Linked DNA regions of Mus musculus: region 1 is linked to region 2. A link is a contact called in public HiChIP or PLAC-seq data. All regions are on one chromosome and are shown on one strand. Each heading gives the region's core, a stretch centred on a gene start, on an enhancer-like site or on the middle of the called end of the contact. The rest is flanking DNA. Distances are from core to core; before and after follow the strand shown.

Evidence for each region. HiChIP or PLAC-seq counts read pairs in DNA pulled down with a chosen protein or histone mark.
Region 1: a contact with region 2 is called in a FOXA1 HiChIP or PLAC-seq map of pancreatic cancer cells. The contact joins two enhancer-like sites. A contact is called at or near these places in 6 of 39 promoter capture datasets (the HPC-7 cell line, embryonic stem cells, hematopoietic stem and progenitor cells and 2 more) and 1 of 115 datasets of contacts at active chromatin or transcription factors (pancreatic cancer cells).

The regions. Positions count from the first base shown.
Region 1 is chr5:74,207,102-74,209,943 of GRCm38.p6, reverse strand. All of the region lies in intron 8 of Scfd2 (Sec1 family domain containing 2), which reads left to right. Among named protein-coding and RNA genes, the nearest start is that of Rasl11b, 13 kb to the right of the region's middle. Within about 2 kb of position 1,258, at least 32 of the 459 cell types and tissues checked have an H3K27ac peak or open chromatin away from gene starts, as enhancers often do. A contact at or near this core is called in pancreatic cancer cells, where this site is marked.
Region 2 is chr5:73,400,131-73,403,007 of GRCm38.p6, reverse strand. No RefSeq gene overlaps it. Among named protein-coding and RNA genes, the nearest start is that of Cwh43, 4.5 kb to the left of the region's middle. Within about 2 kb of position 1,512, at least 73 of the 459 cell types and tissues checked have an H3K27ac peak or open chromatin away from gene starts, as enhancers often do. A contact at or near this core is called in pancreatic cancer cells, where this site is marked.

The DNA of each region.
Region 1 (2,842 bases), core at 9-2,508, 810 kb before region 2:
AGCCAGACCTGAGCTGAGAAGCAGGGAAATCAGCAGCAGCCAGCACAAGAGCTACAGCGGAAGGAGAGGAGAGAGAGGAAAGGAAACTAGGGCCAAGAGGGCCAGAAGGTGCAGAGAGCAAGGAGCATTGTGGGCAGGGAGCGAGGCAGCCCTTGGAGTCTGCATCTGTTCCCCAGATCTCTGAGACAGGCTAGCCAGCTCTCTGGAAGATGTTCTCCAGTGTTAAATCAGCCTCCATGCCGGCTGCGTTTACATTTTAACTGATAGGCCAGTGTCAAGCTCTTCTCAGCTTTTTTCCACCCATTTGGAGCCAAGTTTTTAGAATGATTATTTTAGCCAAATAATGCAGACATGGTCTTATTTGAATTAACTTTAAAAATAAAAATGAAAAAATAATCTAAAGCAGTCTACTTGTCCATAATGCTAGGGCTGTAAATAAATAACGAGTGAGTAGGGCACAATAGAGACCATGGGCTGGAAAGACGGCTCAGCAGGGAAGAGGACATGTTGCTCTTACAGAGAACTCAGATCCAATCCCCAGCACCGCAAAGCAGCTCACAGCCATCTGTAACTCCAGTTCCAGGGGATCTGGCTCTCTCTTCTGGCCTCTGAGGGCACCAGCTGTACCTGTGGTGCACATACATACTACATGCATGCTGGCAAAACACTCATACACATGAAATTTTAAAAGTTAAAAAAAAAAGTTTTAGTTGCTTACGAATGGAAACCTGGTAGATTTCAGTGTGACCAGGACCATGCCTTAAAGAGCAGCCTCAGACAGTAGGAGTCACTGAACTGATACAAAGTAAACGTGCACAGTCATCGATCTGACTAAGGCCTGTTGAGGCCTTCCTAAATGGAAAGCTTCCTACTGTCCAGGGCTAAATTATTAGCCCTCACCTCCTGCCCTGTGTCTCTTCTGCCTGTTCAGTTCTTCTGCTCAGTTGTTTATGATCTCACTGCTGCAGTCCCTGCTCTGTAGCAGACACCGTGCTAAAGGAAGAGTGGGAAATGCAGTAAGACAAACAGCCACAAGACACACTCAGGCCGGAGGCTGGAGGCCGGGAAGGGTGATCCAAGAAGGCTTGCTGGAGGCGGAGACATCTTAGTAGTTTGAAAGGCCACAGCGAGAGAAGAAGAACTCTGCCTAAAAAGGAACATCCCAAAGAGCCAATGGTGTAGCTGCAGATACCCGAGGTTAGCTGACACATGGGACTGACCATAAAGGGCTGTGGAGGAAAGAGTGGTTGAGAACCCGGCAGGAAGCAGACTCCACCAGCCTGGAATGTTGTCCTGGGGCAGGGCTTATCTAATAGCGGTGAGAGGGGAGCAGGGATTGCAGTCCTATGAGTAACAGATGTACGCATGGAAAGCACAGTCTCGCTATGTCACCTGCCCCTTATCACTTAAGGACAGCAGGGAGCTGCAAGGAGGGACGCAGCAGAGGGAGCAAGGACAGAAGTCCCTCTGAAGCATGCCTTGTGCTCCATGTTCCTCATAGTGGTCATGGGGCAGACGGTGTGGGTCAAGCGAAAGATGAGCAAAGTGGGACTCAGAGTAATGGAGCAACGGCTCCAGGGTGAGCAGCCTTAGCTGGGGTCCAGCTCAAGCTGGCCACGTCTAGCCTGTGCTCTTCCTCACAGCACTCTAGAAGAGTTCCGTGGGCTCTTTCTCCTCCCTCACAGGCCCCCTAACCTACTTTATAAACTGCCTCTGTTTCCTAGTGTTTGTCTCTACCTGATCCAGAGCAGGCCTCAGACACCCTCAGCTGTGAACTCAGGAGGCTGTCACCTCATGGGCCTTCTTGTTTAGATCAGAGGAGCCTGGTCTTTGTGTTCCCACTCTGTTGGCCATGGCTGTGAGCCCAGCGTAGAACCTGAGCCGGACAGACTCCTTGGGCTGCATCTGCTGCTCTCAGTGTTGACATCAACTGGATCTGTAGCTGGCATACCCCCACCACGTTTTTCAAACCTGACACCAAGATGTAAGCTTATTTGGAGACAGTCTTGGCCCTCACTTCTGCCCCTCACCTCAGCTGGGGAGGCATCCACTAACTTTCTTTGCATAGCTCTGAGGACCATGCAACGCAGCAGAGACTGGAAAGTCATGGCAATGGAGGAGAATCTTGAGTATATTTACCATAGTGGTCTCCTCTGCTTCACAAGGGTCTGCATCCAGAGTCTGGGCAAGCTGTGTGTGTGTGTGTGTGTGTGTGTGTGTGTGTGTGTGTGTGTAAACACACACACACATACATGTAACTTATGGATCTCTGGAAGACTTTAAATCTCCCCTAAAACTATAGGAACCTATGTGTGTTTCTCTAGAAATTTCTGTACTTCCAAATGCTTCTAAAGGAGGTCTGCAAACCTATCAGCAAATCACAGTGAAGAGTGGCCTCCAGGAGGGAGCTCTTCCTGGGCTCTCAGTCGGGGAACTTACATAATCCTGGTGACACTGCGGCAAGCTCACTGTTCTCTTTTTCTGGGATTGATGAGGTGGGAGGGTGAGGCTCCAAGGAAAATTCCAGAAGGAACCCAGCAGCCAGCAGTGCAGCTGAGGTCTCATGGCTGACAGCTCTTGCCTGGAAGCCACCATTGCCACCACCTACTCGGTCTGGTGCAACATACATGCTTGAACCCTGCTCAGGTGGTAAGAAGACACTATATTCAACACTGCCCTCAAACCAACTCTGCTTAGATTCCAAAGAAAATGAGAAGCACAGATTTCAGTACTTTTTTTTTAACCATCCAAAAATATGGCTTCGCTAGCATTAGCCATGTGTTTCTTGATAGCTCTTTTCCAGAATAAGTGTTTTAAAGGCACTGCACTTGAAGAAGAAGAA
Region 2 (2,877 bases), core at 263-2,762:
TCGCACCTCCTCCAGCGCCATGCCTGCCTGGACACTGCCATGCTTCCTGCCATGATGATAATGGACTGAACCTCTGAACCTGTAAGCCAGCCCCAATTAAATATTGTCCTTTGTAAGACTTGCCTTGGTCACGGTGTCTGTTCACAGCAATGGAAACCCTAAGACAGGGGTGATGAAAATATTTTGGAGGGGGCTGGTGAGATGTCTCAGTGGGTAAGAGCACCCGACTGCTCTTCTGAAGGTCCAGAGTTCAAATCCCAGCAACCACATGGTGGCTCACAACCATCCGTAACAAGATCTGACTCCCTCTTCTGGTGTGTCTGAAGACAGCTACAGTGTACTTACATATAATAATAAATAAATAAATCTTTAAAAAAAAAAGAAAAAAGAAAATATTTTGGAGTTTAGCTGTGCTGCCAGATACATAATAAATACACAAAGCCATTTGACTTCGCCCTTTGAGAAGATAAACTTAATGGCAACTTTTACCTCAATTGAATATGATGAGACTCCTGGTGTACTGCCTGTATTTTAAAAGTATTAGCAGGTTGTGGTAGCACGCATTTGTAATCCCTGCACTTGGGAGGAGAGGCAGAAGGACAAGGATTTCAAGGTCATTCTCAGCTATGTAGCGAGTCCAAAGCCAAACTGAGTAATATGAGCCTTTAGAAGGCAAAAGTTAAAACAACAACAACTAATGTTTAAGATAAACAAAAGAAATGAAAGAAATTCCACCACCACCACCACCACCACCACCACCATCACCAGAAAGATACACAGCAGCTCAGTGAACATCAATGTTAAAGATAATTACATAGGAGAAATTCACTTCACACTCACTATGGAATTCTGATTTTTTTATTTTTTAAAAAATCGGATGCTAACATGTTGACAAGGATGTGAAGACTGTGCTGGAGGGGGCAGAACGTGGTGCAGCTATGTTGGAAAACGTTCTATCGGTTCCTCAAAGAGTTAAATACAGAGGTACTGTATGAGCCAACCATTGCACTCCAAGGTATAGGTATGGGGGGGGCGGGCAATGTACAAACCCCATGCACAGATGCTTGAAGCAGCAGTGCTTCTAACAGCCCTAAAGAGAAGCAGTCCAAATGCATAAGCCCTGATTATAGTGTTATTTACATTCAATAGAACAGCATTCAGCAATGAAAAGGTATTGCTACATACGATGGCACAGTTCACTCTAGACACTGTGTTAAGAGAAAGGAGCCAGTCATTAAAAAAAAAATTGTACAATCCTGTTTACGAGAAATATTCTGAGTAGGCAAATTGAAAGTGACTGAGAGTGGCTTAGAGGTTACGGGGGGGGGGGTTCATATAGGTGGAGAAGGAAGTGGGTTGGTGAATCCAGTTTCTCATAGAGTAGATGACACTTCTAAAATTAACTTGTGACTGGCAACTTCCCGACTGTCAGTGTGCTGGCAGCACTTCCCTGCCCACGGGATGCTAAGTTCATGAATCACATAGGGTGAGGATCTCCAAAACACTTTCAAGTGTTTTGGGCGAGGCTGCAGTCTGAACGCCAGCAAATGAAGAAAAGACATCAGACCCTGCACTCTCCTGCCTGGGTGCCTCCCTGTTTCTCTCTGGATTGATTGCACTTCTCACTGTACCTGGCAAAAGCAACTGAAGAAAGGAAGGAAAGGTTTACTAGGGCTGATAATCTGAAGTTAAGGGTACAGTCCACGACGGCAGGAGAGGTCTGGCAACAGGGAAGGTCTTCCTGCTATACTGCATGCACAGTCGGGAAGCAGAAAGAAACAAAAGGGCACCTTCCTCCCTTTCTCCTTTCTATTCAGTCCAAGAGTAGAGCCCCAGGGCTGGTGAGATGGCTCACTGTGGTAAGAGCACCGACTGCTCTTCCGAAGGTCCTGAGTTCAAATCCCAGCAACCACATGGTGGCTCACAACCATCCATGAGATCTGATGCCTTCTTCTGGTGCATCTGAAGACAACTACAGTGGACTTATGTATAATAATAAATAAATCTAAAAAAAAGGAGTAGAGCCCAGGGGACAGTGCCGCCCACATTTAGGGTGAGTCTTCCCTCCCCATTTAAACCTCGGAAACACCCTCGTGGACACTCCTTGAGGTAAACTTTCCTGGGTGGCTCTTGAGTCCAGTCCAGTTGACAACGGAAGAGCAGTTTTCATATGCTGGAAACAAAAACCACACAGGTCTAATTGAGAGTGTGTGTCTGTGCAGTGCTTTGCTAGTCCATTATAAAGTTAGTTTCTTTTTCAGTATCTAACTTGCTTTTGTTGCAATTGGCCTTCTGTCTTACTTCATTTTCTTTAGCACTCTGACTGCAGCTCACCATAGGTGTGTCTGGAAAATGCAGTCCTTCGATGACGGGAGATCTTGGTGAGCAGCTATCCATCTCTGCTACAAAAGTCTACTTTATAGAGACTTATTTTGAGGTTTAAATAGATAAAAAGCTAAGGCCTTCAGTGTGGTGCCGGTTGTGGTGTTCACAGAACTCACAATACTGGGGGGGGTGGAGGGGGAGGTCTTTTGTTAAGCTGCCATGATGTTTGGCCTAGTGCAGGGGAGGTCTTAGAGACAAGGCTGGCAACTTAACAGTGACAGCTCTGTCCTGAGAGTATTTTAATTGCCTTCTTGAGGCTTTCTGTAATCTCGTTGGCATTCTCCCAACTACAGATTCCACACCAGCACTCGGCATACAAGGAAGGGTTTCATCATCGGCCCCCATCAGTCTCCAGAGAGAGCAGCATCCCACTCTAGACTGTTCTGCGTTTCCAGTCTGGTCCTGCATGGCACAGTGGGAAAGTTCCCCGAGGCTCCTGAGGCTCTCCTGTGCCCCTTTAATGTGGAGTTGAGTTAATGTATCCATAGCGAG